Linked DNA regions of Sus scrofa: region 2 is linked to region 1. A link is a contact called in public Hi-C data. All regions are on one chromosome and are shown on one strand. The core of a region is the stretch at or near the end of the contact, and the rest is flanking DNA. Distances in the headings are between cores, read along the strand shown.

The links. A called contact is a pair of places that touch in the nucleus more often than the background predicts.
Region 2: a contact with region 1 is called in a Hi-C map of skeletal muscle, with 10 times the contacts expected there. The contact joins the promoter of LAMC1 here to the promoter of SHCBP1L in region 1. A contact is called at or near these places in 14 of 47 Hi-C or Micro-C datasets (alveolar macrophages, embryonic fibroblasts, fetal liver and 10 more) and 1 of 2 datasets of contacts at active chromatin or transcription factors (skeletal muscle).

Annotation. Positions count from the first base shown.
Region 1 is chr9:124,218,880-124,224,624 of Sscrofa11.1, reverse strand. SHCBP1L (testicular spindle-associated protein SHCBP1L) reads left to right here and starts at 2,775. Exons shown (of 10, transcript XM_021063784.1): 1 at 2,775-3,509; 2 at 5,627-5,745. The coding sequence starts at 3,105.
Region 2 is chr9:124,281,035-124,286,778 of Sscrofa11.1, reverse strand. It overlaps LAMC1 (laminin subunit gamma 1), which reads right to left and starts at 3,111. Exons shown (of 29, transcript NM_001271715.1): 1 at 2,697-3,111. The coding sequence starts at 3,111.

The sequences.
Region 1 (5,745 bases), core at 1,526-4,025:
GTAACCAACTCTATTCTCGTAGCATGTTTTCAAGGTTCTTCCATGTTGTAGTGTGTATCAGTACTTCATTTCTTTCCGTGGCCAAATAACCACATTTCCTTTTCTGTTTATCAGCTGATGGATATTTGCGTTCTTTCTACTTTTTTGGATATTATAAATAATGCTGCTATGAACACTCGTGTACAAGTTTTTATGAGGATGTATATTTTCATTTCTCCGAAGAATTTTATTTCTCTTAAAAAAACATGTTTAGACAGTTCTGTTGAGGCTCAGTGGTAACAAATCCCAGTAGTATCCATGAGGATGCAGGTTCAATCTCTGGCCTACCTCAGTGGGTTAAGGACCCGGCACTGCTGTGAGTTGTGGTGTAGATTGCAGATGTGGCTTGGATCCCACATTGCTTTGGCTGTGGTGTAGGCTCCAGCTGCAGTTCCAACTCAGTTCCTAGCCTGAGAACTTCCATATGTTGCACGTGCAGGCCTACTAAAAAACAAAAACAAAACAAAGAAAAAAACCATGTTTATTGTCTGTCTCCCAACCAGTATGTAAGCTCAGAGATTTCTGTGTGTTTTGCCATATCCCTAGTACCTAATACCAGACCAGCATACCTGTAAAATGATGAACTGTTTTTCCTCTCTCCTTTTTGTAAGACAGAGGTTTTGCAGCATGGGACCCTTCAGTTTCTCTTAATTCTGAGCCCAACTTTGCATCTATAGTCAACACTAGGAGGAAAGGAAGGTGACTCTGTCAATCTAAATTAACCTAGGAGGCAATAATCAGGCAAAAAATATTTACTTGGGATCAAAGAATTACATAGAATTGCAACCCAAACAGTGTCCCATCAGGGAGCAAAAGTCAGGGGCAAAAAATGGAAAAAGGGGGGAAAAAGACAAAAAAGGGCATTGTGCATTACAAAGGCTTCCATTGGCTTGTTAAATCTGTGGATGCAAAACTGCAGAGACAGAGGGCCAGCTGTAAAGGTATATGTGGATTTTTGATTGTGTGGGCCTTGTTACCCTAAAATCCCACACTGCTCAAGGTCCAATGTATTTGTGGTTCGGCCTGGTTCAAGAGTTTATGGTCCACCAGAGAGGACACGAGCGAGGTCCACCTCAATGGCCTCCTGGCTCCATTTTAAAGGGTCAGGGAACAGACACTGCTTTCATAACCAAGATTCGGCTTAAGCATCACTTCTTCTGAGAAGGAAAGTCAGTTCTTCTCACAAAGTGGGGAACACACATATATTAAAACATAGATGTGTGTGCGTATATATAAGTTTTTATCATAGTTTTTACCAAATTCTATCACCTATTTACCCATTTGTCCCCTTCACTAGGATTATGAGAACAGAATTTTGTATTTTATGTCTAGAACTTCGGTATCTATGCATTGCCTGGCACATAGCAGCTCCCTTACAAATACTTGTTTTCTTTTCCCTTCCCTCCCTTCCTCTCTCCCTCCCTTTCTTCCTTCCTTCCCCTGGGAGGCAGCTGTTGTTTTTAAACTTTAGACTAAGACAAGTGGTCTCTATTATTCTGAACCTTGGAATTTAAAAAAAATACAAAATTTATTAAAACCAACGTTCTGAAGAATGCTGGTGTAAACTATCCACTTGTGGTAAATGAAATCTATAATTAGAGAATCATTAAAAAAAAATCCAGGACTTCTGACAAAAGGAATAAACTTAGAGGAAGTTTAGAGGAAGGAATAAACTTAGAGGAATCAACTTTAAGGAATAAACTTGGAGGCTCAGCGGGTTATGAACCTGACTAGTATCCATGAGGATGCAGTTTCCATCCCTGGCCCAGCTTAGTCAACACTGCCATGAGCCCTGGTGTAGGTGGCGAGAGATGGCTGGGATCTGGCATTGCTGTCGAGTGTCGGCCAGCAGCTGTAGCTCCAATTTCACCCCTAGCCTGGAAGCTTCCATAGCTGCAGCTACGGCCCTAAAAAGAAAAAAAAAAAAAAAGAAAGTAATAAACTTAAGAGTCAAACATGATGAATGTTGTAATTATTCCCTGAGCTAGAGTAACACGATATTAATCCTAATATTTTCCTCAAAATAAACTCCAAATTTAACACAATGTCCTTCCAGATGAGGGTGAAGGCAGGCAGGTGTTTTCCCAATGCTGTTTCTCTCCGTGGGAGCTGTCAGCCCCAGTGCAGTACTTCACAGCTGGACTATAAACAAAAGTTATTCCAATTGGCTCCGCTTAGGTTCAATAGCAAAAAAAAAAAAAAAAAAAAAAAAAACAGAAACGAGTGGTCCCTGCCGTCCAAATTGTATTCCGTGGAGTAGACTTTTACTGTGAAAGTGTTCACAGTTCGCGCACATTACTCTCAGCTGGACACGAGCGCCCAGCTTCACAGTTACATAATATAGTCTCTCACGTGAGAATTTTCAGCAGCACAAAGGGACATGAAAATAGACTACCTTACCCTTCTTGGCAGAAACTGTCTTGCTTAAAATGTCAAAGAAATTTTATTTTGGGAACCCTGTGCAGATGCTGCGGGAAACCGAGGTCTCCGGACTCCCCACGAAGTTCCTCTAGTAATCACCAGAAAGTTCCAGTTATCATCGCCACCCAGTTTACCAATAAATTTTCTTTCAGGCTGTGTCTGTGCGGCCATGGGTGTGCTGGAGGGTTGGGTGCTGCCTCCGCTTGTTCGGACCTGAGGACCCGGAGGGCGACTCAGGGTCACCCTGAAAACGCCTGAGGAGCCCATGGCAACCCTCCCCGAGGAGGCAATTCTGTTTCTGGAGAGTTCTGAGGCGAGCGGGGTGAGGTCAGAGCCAGCAGCCGGGGGGCGGACTCCCAGAGCAGTGGCGCCCCTCCCCCGCCTCAGGCCACGCGGTCCAACTCTTCCAGAACCTTCCTTCCGCCCCGCCCCGTCGCGCCCGCCCCGCAGCAGCCCTACTCACCTCAACCTCCAGAACCCCTTCGGACACGGGCCGCGCCGAGCGCCCCACGCCGCAGCGGGATCCCCGCGAGCCGCCGCCGCGCACGTTGCGGGCCCTGAGGCCTCTGCTCGCCCATTGGCCCGCGCCGTCCGGGCGGGAGAAGTGGCCAACGGCCGCCGCTGGCCGTCAGGGTGCTGCGGCCATGGCGTCGGGACCCAGGCCCGCGGTGCCTGAAGACTCGGTCCGAACCGTCAGCCCCGGCCGGCGAGGCGAGAAGACTGTCTCCGCGCCCACTGGGGAGTTGGAGGCGGCAGGGACCCTGAAGAGCGTCGTGTCCCCGGTGCGGTCGGTGGTGGCCTCCCCTCGTCGCGTGAAGGGGAAAGCGGGCCGGGAGGCGGCCCGGCGGCGACTCCAGCTCCTGTCGGTCTCTCAGGCCGAGGGCCCGGGGGAGGGGCCCGACGAGAAGGAGGAGCCCCTTCTGTCGGTGCTGGAGGAGGATGACGAAGAGGCGCAGCCGCTGCCCCCAGTCTGCGTGTCCCCTACGAGGGGGATGTGGCGGGACGAGAAGGTGGCGCTGTATTGCGACGGGATCCTGCAGGACTGCAAGGTGAGAAGGAGACGGAGAAGGGCGGGAATCCAGCCTAGACGGACTCGGGGCTTCCTTTTGTGGTGATGGGGTACCGAGGGCACAAAGAAAGCCTACATTTCAGAGCTCCCGCTGTGGCGCGACAGGATGGGCAGCCTCTTGGGAGCGCTGGGACGCGGGTTGCGTCCCCTGTCCCGCACAGCGGGCACAGCATCCTGCATTGCCGCGGTTGCGGCTTGGATCTCATCCTTGACCCTGGAGCTCCAATATGCCGCAGAGTGGCAAAAAAAAAAAGAAAAAAAAAAAAGAAAGAAAGAAAGAAAAGCTTGCATTTCAACAAAATACATGTGCTAAACATTTATAGGGATTTCACTTTGTTAGAGGTATCCAGACCCTGTTAAAAGAGTTACAATTAGATTTTCCTTCAAACAGACGATATATCAGTTAAGGGGACAGTTTTGATAGAATAATTCTCTGGTTTTCCGATGGTTGAAGATAGATAGACCTTATTAGTGCCCAGGTAGGCATCTTGTTTTCATATAACAATCAGTGCCCAGGGAGTTCCTGCTGTGGCTCAGCGGTAAGGAACTTTTCTAGTATCCATGAAGATGCAGGTTCTATCCCTGGCCTAGCTCAGTGGGTTAAGGCACCAGCGTTGCAGTGGCTGTGGCATAAGCCAACAGCTCTAGCTCCAATTCAGCCCCTAGCCTGGGAACTTCCATATGCCGCAAGTGTAGCCCTAAAAGATCAAAAAAAAAAAAAAAAAAAAAAAAGTGTGCCCAAACAGAAGGATAAGATTATTTAGCCTTGACTTTTACACAATACTAAAAACGTTTACACTTTAAGAATCATTCCCAGACATCAGTCTAGGATGTGGAATGAGGCTTTGTAAAGAAAATAGAGCAAATATTGTATATTTCTAACTTTTTTATTTTTTGCGTTTTAAGGCCTCACATGTGGCATATGGAAGTCCCCAGGCTAGGAGTCTAATCACAGCTGCAGCTATGGCCCTACACCACAGCCACTGCAGTGCCAGATTTGAGGCGCCCCTGCAACCTACACCACAGCTCATGGCAACACCAGATACTTAACCCAGTGAGTGAGGCCAGGGATCAAAGCCGAGTCCTCATGGATACTAGTCGGATTCGTTACCACTGAGCCACAGTAGGAACTCTTTTTTTTTTCTTTTAAGTTATAGCAGAAGAATTTGTGTAGAAGGATTTCACTGCACTGACATTTATAAAATTTAAAAACTGGAAACTAAATTTCTGAATGGGGGCTATAAAGAACTGTGGTGGCTTCATATAATGGAAAACCATGCAGATGTAGTAGCTATATTCTTCAGGAGCTATAGATATACTTATGCTATAATGTTAAGTTAAAAAAAAAAAAGACAAAATAAAAATATGATTCATTGTGTAGATGAATAAATGCATAGAAAAAAGACAGGAAGGAAATGCACCAAAATGTCAACAATGGTTATTTTGGCTGCCAGGATTAGGGGTGGTTTTTGTTTTCCTTATATTGTCTATTTTTTCAGATTTTCTGTAGGTTAATCATATTTTATAATGAGAAGAAAATTTTATTTTTAAAAATACCATTACCATAAAGCTAGCATGGTATTTAATGACCAACTTATATCTAATGTTAAGGGTCAGAGAAGGCTAGACCTCTTAAAGGCAATTGAAAAACATTTCCATAAATTACTGTGTTGTGTCATTAATCAGTCAGAGACTAATGACCGAGTTTCATAATAGCTTAGATTACTTATCATCCTTGAGGTAGCTGAATTGAAATGTAAAAAATCAAATAGCCAAATATTTATTGAATGCTTAATATGCTTATTTGTTTTATAGAATGATTTCCATTTAAAATTTTTATGTACTAAGTTTTAAATAGATCATTACATCTTGAAGTTTAGAAAAAATAATTACTAAGTTTTAAAAAATAATTACTATGTTTTATATGTATAATTACAGTACTTTAATTTTTTGTTTATATTTTTCATTGATAATTTCCCAGGTTTTTCAATCTTTGAGGGTATATTGGTTTCATTTTTAACTAGAAATCAGTAAAAATAGTTATATATAAATCTATAATTTAATATATTTATACATATGTATTTTTTCTCTTGCTAGGCAGAAGAAGCTGATGACGCCATGAGTAAATATCTATCAGAGAAATTAAAGTTGAAAGACAAATGGCTTGGAGTCTGGAAGACTAATCCTGAGTTATTCTTTGTGAAGTATGAAGAAGC
Region 2 (5,744 bases), core at 1,862-4,361, 62 kb before region 1:
TGTGTGTCTTGTGACTAAGTGCAATCTGACTTTGCTTATTGTAGAATTTACTGAGTTTAAAGGTCAACATCAAAAGTAAGGCGAGAAAAGTGGCGGCTAGACCCAGTTCTTTCACACTGCTCACTCCGAGCTTCACATGCTCTGTAAGGGCAAAGCACAATATGCATCACTTGGTTAAGGGTATGTGAAATTTGAACTGGACGGGAGATTTAATAGATGCACAAACAGTCATGGTCCTTGAATTCATGGGAAATAATGAGTTTGCTAGAGCCCATGGAGTAACTGGAGTGAGCGAGTGAATATGCTGAATATCAGAACACAGTGATACAGAAAGCCTTGCCTATCTGCCATAAGTTATAGATCATAACATGCACGAATACATACATCGTTGTTATTAAAAGAGAGGGGAGAGACAGAGAGGTTGAGACATCAGCCCCACTACACACAAATCTCTCTTCCCTTCCCCACCTTTTCCACCACACACAGTTTCCTCCAGGACAGCATTTCTGATCCAAGAAGTACAATAATTTTTAGAAACGTTTTATTTTTAGAAACTAAAACAATAAGTGTTAGTCAAGCTTTTAGAAACTGTCTCTCAACAGTTTAAAGTAAATGGTTTTTACAGTACAATACTTAAGTGAAAACGCTTTCAAATAACTTTTTGTTACTTATACATTTTAAATCTATAGTTTGACGCACTTCATCTAGCAAGAGTATTACTAAAACCTGAGGAATTGTTCAGCAAAACAAGTTCACGTAACATTTTTAGTGTAAAAAGTCACGTTAAGAGTTCTAGCTAAGATCTCTTTAGCCCTTTTAATCACTAGGATCCAAAGCTCATATATCTGCCTCACAGTACCAGCAACCTAACTTGACAGATACTGTCTTAGCGAACACATTATCTTGGTAACAGGGAAGTGATCACCAAGTAATCTACCCACCTCTACAATCACCTGAAATAACCTTTTGCTACACAGTGCTCACAGCAGAAAATTCAGAAGGCCAAGACTGACAGCCTGGTCTTTCCCTAAATAAGAGATGCTTAGTCAGACATTTTCAATTGCATCTCAGGTATTTGAGACATCAAGGCCAGGCTTTTGCTTTGAAATTTTTACTATTTCAAAAGAGATTAAAATAAGACTTCGTGGGCATTCAAAATGCAACACTTTACCAAAACAAAATTTTAAAATAACTGAATACAAATTTCATAAATAATTTTGGCCCAGTTTAAAAATGTAACACTTAGGAGAAAATAGCTAAAGAGCATCCCCACAAAGTCTTAGGAGGCCCTAGGTCACTTGCAAAATCTTTAAAAAGGCACATACACATTCCAAGACACTGCTTAGTTCTGTTTCCAATACCTCTGAAAAACTGAACTCAGTTTTCTTCTTCCATCTCTGAAAAACAGGTGCGTCAGTTTCATTGATGAACTTATTTTCAAGAAGTTTCATCTTTCTAATGACTTATCTACAAATAAAATATTTACTAAGAAGATGCTAAACACTGCTTTTCTAAAACTTACTCCATACACAGTAATTTAACTCCGCTTTTCAAAGTACTTTTATAAATCATATTCTTTCTCTGGAATCTTGACACTTACATAAAGTGTAATTAATGTACCAGAGAACAGTGGAAAGAAAAGTACAAAACCACAACCAAAAGAACCATGTGCCTACCAAACATTCCTTTCAGAGGTTCCCCAAATAATGTTACTAGCCTTACAGAATTAACCTGCCTTGACAGAAGAATGGCTTGGCACTCTGTTCTCTCTGGAAGTTCATTGCTATCAGCTACGGTAAAATCACATCTTTCAAGGCCACAGAGAGTGAAGCTCTACACCTCAAATGTCAGTTTCTCGCATGTTACTCTGTTAAACACAATAATGAATCACTGCACTTGTCTATTTCACTGATGAAGAAAAACTGACCCAGATCAAACATGATCTGTAATACTGTGGCAACAACATGTCCATCCTCGTCCACCACCCAGCAGTGAAGTTTTCTATACATCCCTTTCCTGATTTCTAAAAGGTTATTTACACATCTTTCCACACTTACTTTGAATCAAAGCAAAAGGGAAGACAGTAAGGAGAGCCTTTTTATCCAGGACAAAACTGTACCCAACAACCACAGCGAGTTGCAGAAACCTCCTTTTGTTTTCTCTGTCCCAAGATTAGCAGTGAAATCGCTTTGGGACCCTCAATTAAAGTTGAACAACCTTAAAGAACAATAACTTTAAAGTTGAACGTCTATTTTAATTACACATAGGCAACAGCGACAGTAAAGGCATTTGCTCCCCTCAAATCCCCTTAGACCCTTTCCTCTCTAGCTTATTCAGCAGAGCAAACAGCAATCATCCTCAACGCGGGAGAGAAAAACATTTAAACAAGGTAGAAGTGCTTAAAGAGAACAAGCGATTAACGTTTCGGAAAAGAATGAACAAAACGGCCGAAATGACAAATAATCAAGGGAGAGAAAACCCCGGTTAAGAGTAGGAAGGCAAAGAGATGCTGGCGGGAAGCCTCTTGGCTAGCGGGACGTTTAGAAGGTGGAGAAGGGAACCTCTGAGTGGCCCATGCCGGGGAGCAGAAAGCCAGCATGCGGCTGTTTGGACCCCGCTTTGATTCAAAGGTGAAGCGGGCCAGGGAGCTGAGCTGCTGGCGAGCAGTAGTAGGGGACAGGGCTGTCACCGCTTACCCAGGTGCAGCGTGAGGTTGATGGAGTTGGGGTACTGCACGCCGGCCAGCATGGTCTGGCTCTGCCACCAGGTGGTGTCGGCCTGGTTGTTGTAGTCGGTCAGGAAGGCTGCCCCGTGCTGCAGGTGGGGCTGCCCGGCGTCGCACAGGTGACAGGACTTGGTGACCCCGGTCACCCCGGTCTGCACACAGTACTCCTCAGGCGGAGTCCCGCACGTGTTGGTGGCCACCACGGTCACGTTGAAGGCGGCGTTGACGAACTCGGGCATGCAGCGTTGCGCCCGCCCGCCCTCGTCCGTGCACTCGTCCATGGCTGCCCGGGCGCAGCCGGCCGTGGCGGCCGCCAGCACAACCAACACTGGCCAGAGGCGGCCCCGTGGCCGCAGCGCCGGCGCGGCCCTCGTGCTGCTGCTCATCCCGCCGCCCGCGCTCAGGGCCACAGCAAAGGCAAGGGCGCGTTGCTCCAGCCCGGCGGCGTCCCTCGGAGGCCGCTCCGCTGGCTGAGCCTCGGGGCCCAGGCGCCGGACTCTCCGGACGGGCGGTGGCGGGGGCTCGCGCCGAAGAGACGGGCCGGTGGGTGCCCCTAGCGAGGACTGCACGGCTCGCTGACCACTGCCCCGCGCGCCGCCTCCGCGCTTCCCGCACCTACCCGGGACACAGCCCGCACTCGCCGCCGACCCCCGACTTCCGAGCGCGTGCCCAAGTGCGCGCCCCCGAGGAGGAAGGAGCAGGGGGTGGGATCGGCAGGGTTGGGTGGGGTCTGGCCAAGAGAAAGCCCAAACCAGGCGTCTTTCAGCAGTTCGCGCGGCCCCCGCAGCTGCTCCTCCACTCTCCGCGCGCCGTGGACTGCGCGTCCGCCCCGGCGACTCGCGGCGGCGGCGGCGGGGGCGGCGGCATCTCGTGCTCGGGCCCGCGGCGCGCGATCGGCGGGGGAGGGGCCTTGAGGGGCGCGAGGGGTGGGCGGGGAGCCGGGAAGCGGGAGGAGTAGGGAGGGAGGGACGGCGGGGCGGTGCATGCCGGGAGGGAAGGGGAGGCTGCGGAGAGCCAGCGCCCCGCAGGAGGGAGACGCCGGGGTACCCCGGGGTCCTGTCCACGGAGACTCCGATTTCGGGAGGGGTCAACGAAGGGCGCGTAAAAGGGGCGACGCCAAATCGGCGATGTCGCTCGGCGTGGGCCTTTGGGCCCGGCACCCGGGCCGCTGAAACGCGGATCCCCGCCCCGCCAGGTGTCGGTCCCTGAGTCCAGTGGGCCGCGCCCTGGGGCGGGGACCCGAGGGACCTAAACGCGGGGACTGCCCGCAGACTCCTACCCAAGCCGGCCGCCCCGGGAATGGCCTCAGCTGCGCGGGGCTGGCTCCAGAGCTTTCCGAGGAGAGGTCCCGGGGTGTCAGGGGGCTGCCACGGTCCCCAGAGAATAAAGGGCCTGGTCGAAGCATCAAAATGAGTTTTCTGAAGCCGGTTTCCTGCCTCTGAATTAAAGTATAACCAGTCGTTTAACAGGGGCATGGAAGGAAGTGAAAAGGCTGGGAATGGAATGACATTTTTCCCTTGGGTACGCAGACCCACTGCGAAATTCTTCCACTGTGTTGTTTATGTTCCCCAGCTTGCCTTTAAAAGACTCGAAATTATCTGGCTCTGACATCCTCCTTTTCGGGCCTGCTGAGTCACGGAATATTCTCCGTGCCAGAATGACTCAGTTCACAGAACCTGAGCCAGAAGATCATGAGGTTTAGTCCGAGATCAGAACCTGGGCGCTTACCCAGTGCTGATACGACAGGCAAAGACGCGAAGGGAGGGTGCTGTAAAAGTGGATGGCCCGAGGGCGGCGGGTTTTAAACTTTTGGCGTCCCCAAGCAAAGTGGGTGTTCTTCGGGATGCTCTTGAGACGGTTTGAGGAAAAAAAAAAAAAAATCGATCCTAACAGTAAAGTGAGAATAATAAATACGCTGGGGAGGAGTGGGAGGCATACCTAGTTTTGGACCCAGTAGTCCTGTTAAGAGAGGGGTAATGGGAATGTGATAAAATGAAATAAGTAAATGTTAGGTTACTGTGGTTGGTTGGGGTCAGTGTTAAATCTAGGAGGACCTTAAGGATAATGGGAGGACGATGGGTTAGGGGACTTACCAAAATGGTGAGTCTGCTTAGGATATACATAGACCACTTATATTTTTAATTTATTTGATGAGATGGGTGGAGATTATGCATGGCTGAGTCTCTAACTGCTCACCCCTTGCCATTGACTCTTTGGGTGAAGAAAGCTGTGGAACTGTAACAATGTTTTAATCCTTTCATGTTTGCCTGGGAATAAAATAAATGCATTCATTTATACTTAGAGGGGATGACAGTCTCTCTCGGTCCTTGATTGTTCTTGAGAACAGACGAGGGCATAAAGGACAAAGATAAGGATTTCAGTTGTGAATAAAGCTACAGATAATTTTAATAAGTATATTTAAATACATATATTAATGCATTTGTCTTATAAATTTTAAGTATTTTATTAGGTAATAGCAAACCAAACAGTGGGTCTCCTTTTGTTTTCCCCCTGGTCAAACAGTTAAAGGTAAGGAGACTCCAAAGGCTGCAAATTTACATATTTCCTTGTCAGTGTTCCCTTGAGTTCCAATGTCCAAGGGCAACTTCAAGCTATTACTTACGTTTATCTACCCCACAGTTTCATTACCAGAACCTCGTCTGGTATTTGTAAAGCCCATAAAGAGACTTTAAACTGATTTCTGAATTCTGTTACCCATCACAGGGGTGTGACAAGGAGATACCTATTTTGAAGAGAGATAAAATTGTAACAAGCCAATGTGCTTGATGAGAAAAATTTTAACCAAAGGTTAAAACAAATTTTAAGACAATTTGGGAAATTTAAACACTAATTTTATCTTTGATAATAAAAAGTTAAGTTGTCGTTGGGGTTGTTTGGGGGAGTTGTTTGTTTTTAGGATTTTTTTTTTTGGCCATACCTGTGGCATATTCCTGGGCCATGGAACCCAAGTCACAGCAGTGACAATGCAAAATCCTTAATGACTAGGTCACCAGGGAAC